Regions from separate parts of the Danio rerio genome. Here region 1 is linked to region 2. The links are chromatin contacts, called in public Micro-C maps. All regions are on one chromosome and are shown on one strand. The core of a region is the stretch at or near the end of the contact, and the rest is flanking DNA. Distances in the headings are between cores, read along the strand shown.

Evidence for each region. A called contact is a pair of places that touch in the nucleus more often than the background predicts.
Region 1: a contact with region 2 is called in a Micro-C map of caudal fin, with 17 times the contacts expected there. The contact joins the promoter of slc38a11 here to the promoter of ttc21b in region 2. A contact is called at or near these places in 4 of 18 Hi-C or Micro-C datasets (caudal fin, embryo, hematopoietic stem cells and 1 more) and 1 of 4 datasets of contacts at active chromatin or transcription factors (caudal fin).

What each region holds. Positions count from the first base shown.
Region 1 is chr9:51,931,102-51,935,793 of GRCz12tu, forward strand. slc38a11 (solute carrier family 38 member 11) reads left to right here and starts at 1,252. Exons shown (of 13, transcript NM_001017644.2): 1 at 1,252-1,307; 2 at 3,505-3,645; 3 at 3,726-3,843. The coding sequence starts at 3,604. It also overlaps a transcript of scn1laa not described here.
Region 2 is chr9:51,781,149-51,786,184 of GRCz12tu, forward strand. It overlaps ttc21b (tetratricopeptide repeat domain 21B), which reads right to left and starts at 3,447. Exons shown (of 29, transcript NM_001128258.1): 1 at 3,271-3,447; 2 at 186-315; 3 at 1-93. The coding sequence starts at 3,306.

The DNA of each region.
Region 1 (4,692 bases), core at 2-2,501, 150 kb after region 2:
ATAAGCTGTTCGAACGAACCGATTCCGTGAATCGAGCTGCGTATAGTTCATAACGACAGTCGATTTAAACGCAATGTAGCAGTGTGCCACAAAAATAAAACTTCCCAGCTGAAATAACTAACGTTAGTTTTACCCAGTTGCATTCTCTTCTCCACCGCAGATTCAATGATCAATCACTGGAAAAAGTGACTTCCAGGGCGTCAACCAGGGCAGTTCATGTCTAACCAAAACCAAACGGCGCGAAAATAAAGACAAAGTGAAGGAAGGTTTAAAGGTAATTTATTATAATTTGGGTTTGAACATTGTTTAAACTATAAATAAAATAAATATATATCCCACGTAGAATTAAATCCTAAAACCTGTGGCGCAGTCTGGACCAGTGCTGACATGTATAAATGGATGTCGGAAAACCAAACAAATCAATCAATGTACAGATGTATAAATAACTTATTCGTGTGCATCTGATTCTGTTATGACACCAACGACATAGTGTATGTAGCTACTACAAAAAAAGTAATATCAGATTACTACATCAATTACTGTTAAAAAAAACTGCAAGTTGTACTCATTTGCTATATATAACAGTATAACAACATGAATGTTGTTATATATAGCAAATGAGTGAGAAATGAATCTAAAAACAAAGGCTATGCATGATCACATTTTAACTCAACATAGCTAGTTTAAAAAATCCTGGTTACACTTGAATATTTTTATGCATTAGGCATGTTTATTTTATATATGTTCATTATATTAAAATCTGAAGGAAACTCTCTTGATCATAAATGTTAATTGCATTACTTAATAGTCTAATTTACTCACCATATTTTAGCAGAATGTAGAAATCTCTTCCAAAATTAAAATTAATCCTCAGCGTCCTGCTGTCAAACTTGATGCAGTGATCCAAGGCGGAGGAAAACACGCAATGTGGACAACTTCACCCAAGTAAGTAAACTCCGATGGATTTTCAGCGTGAAAAAAACTGCACAAGACTGATCAAAAGAGCAAGTGCCTGACATCAGAGATGTGCGCTTTCGGTTATTCATAAGAGTAAAAGCGAAAACCTCCAATCCTACTATGCCTGAGGCTCAGCTCATGAATATTAAGTAGGCCATGCCAGCGTTGCGCTGTTATAAAGGGCTTGCCTCATGAATATTAATTAGAATATGCCGACGCTAGCTGCCGGGCATCCAATAGAACGTTTGCGTATGAATGTCAATAACTCGGCCTTTGTCATAGTAAGAGTTGTAAATTTTTCAGAGCTTGACGGACACTGGCGCCAGACTGACTCTGTGAGGCTGTAAAAGGTGACATTTTACGATTTTTTTGTTATGTATGTGACATATTTTTGTTCCCCCTCCATCATTTATGTCAAACTTATAAGGTATACGGACATTTTGACAAACATGGTAAAAACAAAATGAAAATAACCCTTTTCATAAGTTTTCCTTCTGAAAGGAAATATTTTGAAGGTTAATTTTCACTCATATGTTTATATGAGTAAAATGTCAATATTAAATTCTCCCATTGTTACCACGACGGCAAATGCTGGATTTTTGAGGTAGTTTGTTGTTGTTGTTATACTTTAAAATCATACAAAATCTAATTTTATTAGACGTTTGGGTTATTTAATGCAAATAAACAGTTAAGTTTATAAACACTCAATAGTTTGATAGAGCAATTTTGGCTTACTTTCCCATTGACTGCACGTGTTCAGTTCAAAACATCAGTCCCACAGGTCATAAAAGAGCAGCAAAGTCTGATAGCGACACCTGGTGGATTAAACTTAACATTTGCTTATTTACTTATTTTTTTTTTTAATAGGGCTCTTATGTTAGAAGATTCAACTCTTTTAGACATTTGTTTCACATTTTGATCCTCAAACTTTTTAGTTAAATAATGAAATGCATATTTAGGTAAACATAATGATGTTCAAAGAAATAGTTAAAATTTATTTTAATAGACATTAAATTGACCATGCAGAATTTTTGTTTCGTATTGTAATTCAGTATATATACTATATAGTGTAATGTATAGTGTATATAACTGTAATCTTTTTTTACTTCACACATATTGTTAATGTTCAATTACAATTCTCAATCTAGTTAAAAAGTTGCAAAAATATTAACTGCAAATAGAAATACAAAACAGCATGTCATATGATCAAAACTGGCCTTTCCCCTCATTATATATATATATATATATATATATTCGCCCCTTGTTTATTTTTTCCCCTAATTTCTGATTAATGGAGAGCAGATTTTTTCAACACATTTCTAAATATAATAGTTTTAATAACTCATTTTTAATAACTGATTTATTTTATCTTTACCATGATGACAGTACATACTATTTGACTAGATGTCTTTGTGTGACATTTAAAGGCTTAACTTGGTTAATTAGGTTTGCTAGGCAGGTTAGGGTAATTATGCAAGTTATTCTATAACAATGGTTTGTTCAGTAGACTATTGAAAAAAAAAATAGCATAAAGGGGCTAATAATATTGACCTTAAAATGGTATTTAAAAAATTTTAGTTAAATAATGAAATGCATATTTAGGTAAACATAATGATGTTCAAAGAAATAGTTAAAATTTATTTTAATAGACATTAAATTGACCATGCAGAATTTTTGTTTCGTATTGTAATTCAGTATATATACTATATGGCCGGCCAGCTCTAGGAAGAGTCCTGGTGATTCCAAACATCTTCCACTTATGGATGTTGGAGGCCACTGCGCTCATTGGAACAATTGATCAAATTGATTCAGAGCAGCAGAAATGTTTCTGTAACCTTCCCCAGACAATCCTGTCTCGGAGGTCTACAGACAATTCCTTTGACTTCATGCTTGGTTTGTGCTTTGACATGCACTGTCAACCCTGGGACTTTATATAGACAGGTGTATGCCTTTTCAAATCCTGTCCAATCAACTGAATTGACCACAGGTGAACTCCAATGAAGCTGCTGAAACATCTCAAGAATAATCAGTGGAAACAAAATGTACCTGAACTCTATTTAGAGCTTCACAGCGAAGGCTGTGAATACTGATGTACATGTGATACTTCAGCTTTTTTATTTTTAAACATTTGCTGAAATAAGACTAAGCCGAAGGAAATAAATAGTGAATGAATGTCTCTTTAATAAATTGCTTCAAATTGTACTGATGCAGCTTTTTGATAATGTGTGGAAACTTGCTCAGAGATCATACAGATGTCATAGGTCGACAGGGCCACAGAAACATGCACACAACACAACAGCTCAATGTTCACACTGTACTGTAACATATGACTGTCTACAGTATCTGTTTATTTCCCATAATCTCGAAAACATTTTCCAGTTTTTCCATGAAAGCCAAGGCTGTTGAGCAAACGATTTGCCAGCAGCTATAATAGGGTTTAACCGGCTTTGTGTGTCAAACACAGATCAAGTCATTCATGTAGAAACAGCTTTTCCAATAGCCAGCAGCCGATGTCTAAACGCAGCGAGGGGCGTTTATTTTATTCAGTGGGCGGACTGGAGGAATCAAGCGGACACTTTTAATAGCGCCAGGACATGCGAGACCCTCCATCTGCACCAGCAGGACATCACTAAAGGGCTGTTTTTAATGGAAAACGACAAAAGAGAGAAAAGCGACAAAGCTCAAAAGGTGAGTGTGCATATTATTTCATAAATCCCAATATGCTGAATGTATGCTATTGTTGTATTATTATATTTTTTTATTCTCAGATGGAAAGTGAAAGGAGTTGTTTGTTGTCCTCACATGATGCTGGGAAAGGTGGAAGTAGTTCAGTGTCCTCGGCCTCATTTAATTTCATCAACTCTATAATAGGAAGCGGGATTATAGGTAAGGTAATGTTGCTTGCTATTAACAGGTTTCTTAAAGGTGATGTAAATCCTTGAAATCCTTGAGTGTTTAAAAGGTTTGAAAAGTGCTTAGATTTTAAATAAAGTGCCATATTGTATAAAGTCTATATATATATATAAATATATATATATAATATATATAAAAAAAAAAAATATATATATATATATATATATATATATATATATATATATATATATATATATATATATATATATATATATATATATATATATATATAACTACTGTTGCTGATAACGCTAAATGTAGAAATCTAACATTATAATTTGTACAACCCATATATTCATTTTTACTCTCATTTTCAAAAAAATTTATTTAGTATTCACTGGTAAACCTTCATGTTTCATTGCTAGATGATCATTTTTGAAGATATAATCAGTGGCATATTTTAAGAGCTGTTTGTCGCAGCCTATTGGTTAAATAATGTAATTGCTACCTACAACTTTCATTTTCAGCATCAAGTTAAATGCATGATGGTGATTTTAATCTTTACCATAAACATCAGTGGTTTTATCTGAACTATAAACTGTTGTCCCAGTACTTCCGTGCTATTTAAGTGTTTGTAACTTCATAACTAACTCAAAAGATTAAAGACTGAATCTCTTTCCTGATTGTTGCGTTATTCAAACTCAGATTTGAATGCAGCGATTCAAGGAATAATAAAATATGCAAATCCCCATCATTTATAATTTATGTTGCGTGGGTGTTGAGATCTCGATCTTTTAATGCCTAATGGGGCAGCTTACACTGAATGTATTACTGCAGGCTAAACAAGTAGGAAACACCTTTAATAACCTAAGAAACCCACCA
Region 2 (5,036 bases), core at 2,197-4,696:
TGTGGGCATAAACCAGAGCCATGAGCGCACAAAGTGAAACGTCTCTTCTCTCCTTCAGCATCTCCAGCTCCTGAATGGCGTCCAGCACTTGATCTACAACAATAAAATAACAGATGTGAGGAACGTAGACCTTTTCTCAAAATGTCAAATGAAGACAAAGAAAGAAAAGGGTGGGTTTCGCTTACCTTGCATGAGCAACCCATAAGCATGGAGGAATGTAAAGATTGGATCCGGACTGAATTTCCGTTGAGCTTCACTGGAAACATCTACGACATGACTGGAGTACTTTTCCTGGCAGTAGTATAAGATCAGTGCCTGAAACAATTCAACAGGGTTAAATGAAAACCTCAGCTTAATTTACAACAAAGATGAATTAATGATGAAAGGTTTAATGTAGTGCTAGAGACAAAAATAATCGCAAATAATCACATATAAAATAAAAGTTTGTTTTGACATAACATATGTGCGTGTACTGTAAAATGTTTATATAATACAAACATGCATGCATATGTTTAAGAAAATGTTTATGTACTTGAGATATAAAAAAAATACATGTAGTTGATACAAATTATATAGAAATTTAAAAATCTATGTAAAAAAAGTCCTGGCTGGGTCAGTTGGCATTTCTGTGTAGAGTTTGCATGTTCTCCCTGTGTTGGCGTGGGTTTTCTCTGGGTGCTCCGGTTTCCCCAACAGTCCAAACACATGCGCTGTAGGTAAATTGAATAAACTAAATTGTCCGTAGTTTATGTGTGTGAAACAGTGTGTATGGATGTTTCCCAGTACTGGGTTGCAGCTAGAAGGGCATCCGCTGTGTAAAACATATGCTGAATAAGTTAGCGGTTAATTCCGCTGTGGTGACCCCTGATGAATAAAGGAACAAAGCCGAACGAAAATGAATGAATGTTTTGTATAGTTTTGATTTTATGTGTGTTTGTATTACATATACCTAGGGCCAGACGGAATCTGCGGACATGTTTTGCTATTTCTGCTGAGAATTTTGGTAAAAATCTGCAGATTTCTGCTGAATTATTTTGGGAGTATCAGACCTAAAACATTAATATGTGAAATAAAATATAATATCTTTTTAACTTTTATTTAATGTTTAAAATGCAAATCCAATTAGATTCACTTTATTTGGTAAACAAAGCAAGTCTCTAATATAATATATCTACTGAAAATATTACTTTACAAACTGCATTGTACATAAATCAGATGAACATTTTCATATTAGTCAATAATATTACTGTAATTAGTAAAAAACTGAATGAACTTAGATTTACTCAAGTAAATAAACAGAATTAATTATGGGCTAGAAATCTGCGGAATTCTGTGGAAAATCTGCGGAATCCTGCGCGTGCTGATTCCATGTGGGCCTACAAATACCCAATAAAGATATATAAAACATATACTAACACACAAATACACAAACTTTTATTTTGGATGCGATAAATCGCAATTCATCTTTGGCTAGCACTAATTTAAGGTTGATTAAGGTATTTTAATGTTTTAAAAGTAGACAATTTTGCTGCCAAGGCTGGATTTATTTGATCAAAAGTACAGTAAAATTGTATCAATTGTAAATTGTATTATTACAATTTTTAAAGAACTGTATTCTTATTAAATGTATTTTAAAATTAAAAATATTCCCTTGATTTAAAGCAGAATTTTTTAAATAATTCCAATCTTCAGTGTCACATGTTCAATCAGAAATCATTATTATAATATGCTGCTTAACATTATCAGAGGTGAATATTTACATTATATTCCTGTGGAAACTGATTCAATACCTTTTAATAGTACCATTAAAAATTATTAGGTTCTTTTCATCAAGGACACCCTTATTTTTTTTAAATAAATGTTTATTCGTTTCTATAAATTACTGTTTGTTTATTTGTAAAAAAATACATGTTTATTTTTATATAAATCATGCTTTATATTGCGCATTGAAGAGATTATTTGCAAACAAAAATTTAAATGTAAAAAAAACCTATAAAAATTAGGTATCCATTCATCCAAATAAACCATTCTCTGGATCATCTTTACATTGCATTGTTTTGCATTATATGTTTGTCCCTCAATTAAAACTACACAGATTCTATCATAAAACTAAGCATTTAAATGATCTAGATATATAGAATGATAATGAATTAGTGATATGCCATTTATGTATGTTGACTTACATTACAAGCTATCAGAATTTGATCTGTTTTAGGAGGGTAACTTCATTAAAGTATAATGATCTGCTACAAACTGAATATTTTTTATTGGGGTAAAGTTTGTTTGATATTTGCACTCAGGCTTTCACTGTAATAATTTAATTTTAGAAAAGTATTCTTTTTCAATACTAAAAAGTGACATCATATATTAGAAGACGGTGGCTATCAAAGTCTGACATTGTTCACAGTCAATTAAATAGTGCTAATGTTGTATTTTAAGTCATATTACATGCAATTTCAGACACAATAAATTCAAAATAACATGGTAAAAAATACATGGACTGTGTCACAAGTTGTCATTGTTCTAAAATGTGATGTGCAACGAAAGTGCAAATATAAAATTAACTTTACCTCCATCATTTTTCACTATTTTATAACATGAGCTGTTAAAGCTTAATAACATGTCGCAAAAACATATATGAGTTGACAATACAAATATGATGCAAAACATAAACACGTATTTTCACGAAAGGTCCAATAAATCTAACTTCATGCCATAATATATGTATAAAAAGGACACCTATTTGGTTTTATTGAGGTAAAGTTGGTTTTATATTCACACATTCGTTCAGTGTCAGCTCCATACATTGTTTACCGTAGTAACTTACTTTGAATATAGGGTCTGATATCACATGCAAGTGTGACTTTAAAACAACATTAGCACTATTTATTTGACTGTAAACAATGCTGAACTTTGATGGTTGTTGACTGATAATATGATTTTACTATTTAGAACTTTCAATAAATACTTTTCTGAGAATATATTATTAATGAGAAAGACTGAATGTGCGAATATAAAACCAACTTTAACGTTAACGTTACCTCTTTTGGCTATTACTTTACATATCAGGATTAACTGGCTAAATTACTATTTTTACTATCCAGTCAAAATGTCTGTAAATGTCTCTTTGGGAAAATGGTTTAAAGTGCCATTTAATTTATATTTTTATGTTTTCTCTTTATCGTCCAGTACTTCTACAGACCACATTTGCCATCTGCGCTATTAACGGTAACGTTATTCATATTAATATGAGCGCATTAGTTGACTTACAAGCGCGCAGTTCTCGTCGTCCTCAACACTCGCCATACTATACACACTCCTGGAAAACCTGAAAACACACACGACACAAAACGAGGTTTTCTGAAATTATTTATCTCCCTTTTTCGCCATCTTTGATAAGAAGCATCATAGTAACCAAACAAACTCCACTGCTTCCGCTTGGAAACCAGGAAGTGACGAAAGGAGCCCGACTGTAACAGCGACGCAGTTATCCCACCACAGAGGGGCGTTGTTTGCTAGAAAATACGTTTATGAAGCATAAATAAGATTAGTAAACGTTAAAGTTTATTATTATAGAGCGCCACGGTATAGCAAGAAAATCGAACCTCGGCTGGGCCAGTTTGCATTTCTGTGTGGAGTTTGCATGTTCTCCCCTTTTTGGCGTGGGTTTCCTCCGGGTGCTCCAGTTTCCCCCACAGTCTAAAGACGTGCTATAGGGGAATTGGGTAAGCTAAATTGACTGTAGAAAGAGAGAGAGAGAGAGAGTGTGTGTGTATGTGTGTGTGTTTCCCAGTATCGGGTTGCGGCTGGAAGGAAAGGCCATCCGCTTGTGTAAAACATATGCTTTACACAAGCATAAGTTGATGGTTTATTCTGCTGTGGCAACCCCAGATTAATAAAGGGACTAAGCCGATGGAAATGTATGAATATATTATAATTAGACCTATATATTATTGTTATTTATTAGTGTTATAGTGAGTTGAAAAACCCTGATGGAAAAATTTATATTATTAATATATAAAAGATCAAAGCATTTGGTTATTTAGATTATTTAGATTTATTATATTATATTATATTATATTATATTATATTATGATTTATTCAATTATATTATATTTTGATTTATTATATTATATTTTCTATAGGTCAATATTATAATATATTAGAATTATCGGTAGTCATTATTTTAATACTATAATTATTTTAATATTTTGCAACCATATTTTATTAGCTTGTTTCACACACATATAATCACCAGCAGATGGCGTCACACTCCGGCAGATTGACCAGACAGGTGTGACTCTGCATCGACCGCAGGTTTGAACCCTTTTAAATAGGCTAATGACTGCAGTTTAAATACTGCAGAACAGCTTGTTATATGCATTATTCAAGAGCAGATATTTGTTCTAAAATGTGTTTACATTTTTAATGGTAATGGATGTAATTAAATTACATTTTGTGCCCGGCAGTTCCTACTTTAATGGATAGACTGGCAACGTCAAAATACTCAGATGCAGGTGGATTTTAGAGAATCTGTGTTTCAGAAAACAATACTTGCTGTCATTGTATCCCTATAACCATGATCTGATAAGTGTACTATGATAGCTAACATACCTTATCTGAACACATATGTACATATTTGGAAAACATATAAACAACTTCTTTCTGTTTTTGCAATATTTTAAAATGATGCACATGCATTTATTTATTTTTTTTATTTATTTTTTTGATGAAGCCTAAAGATGAACTGTTTATGATTTGCATATACACTCACTGGCCACTTTATTAGGTACATCTTACCAGTACTGGTTTGGAGCCCCTTTTGTCTTCAGAACTGCCTTAATCCTTCATGGCTTAGAGGTACTGGAAATATTCCTCAGAGATTTTGGTCTATATTGACATGACAGCATCACGCAGTTGCTGCAGAATTGTCGGCTGCTCATCCATGATGGGAATATCCCATTCCACCACATCCCAAAGGTGCTGTATTGGATTGAGATCTGGTGACTGTGGGGGCCATTTGAATACAGTGAACT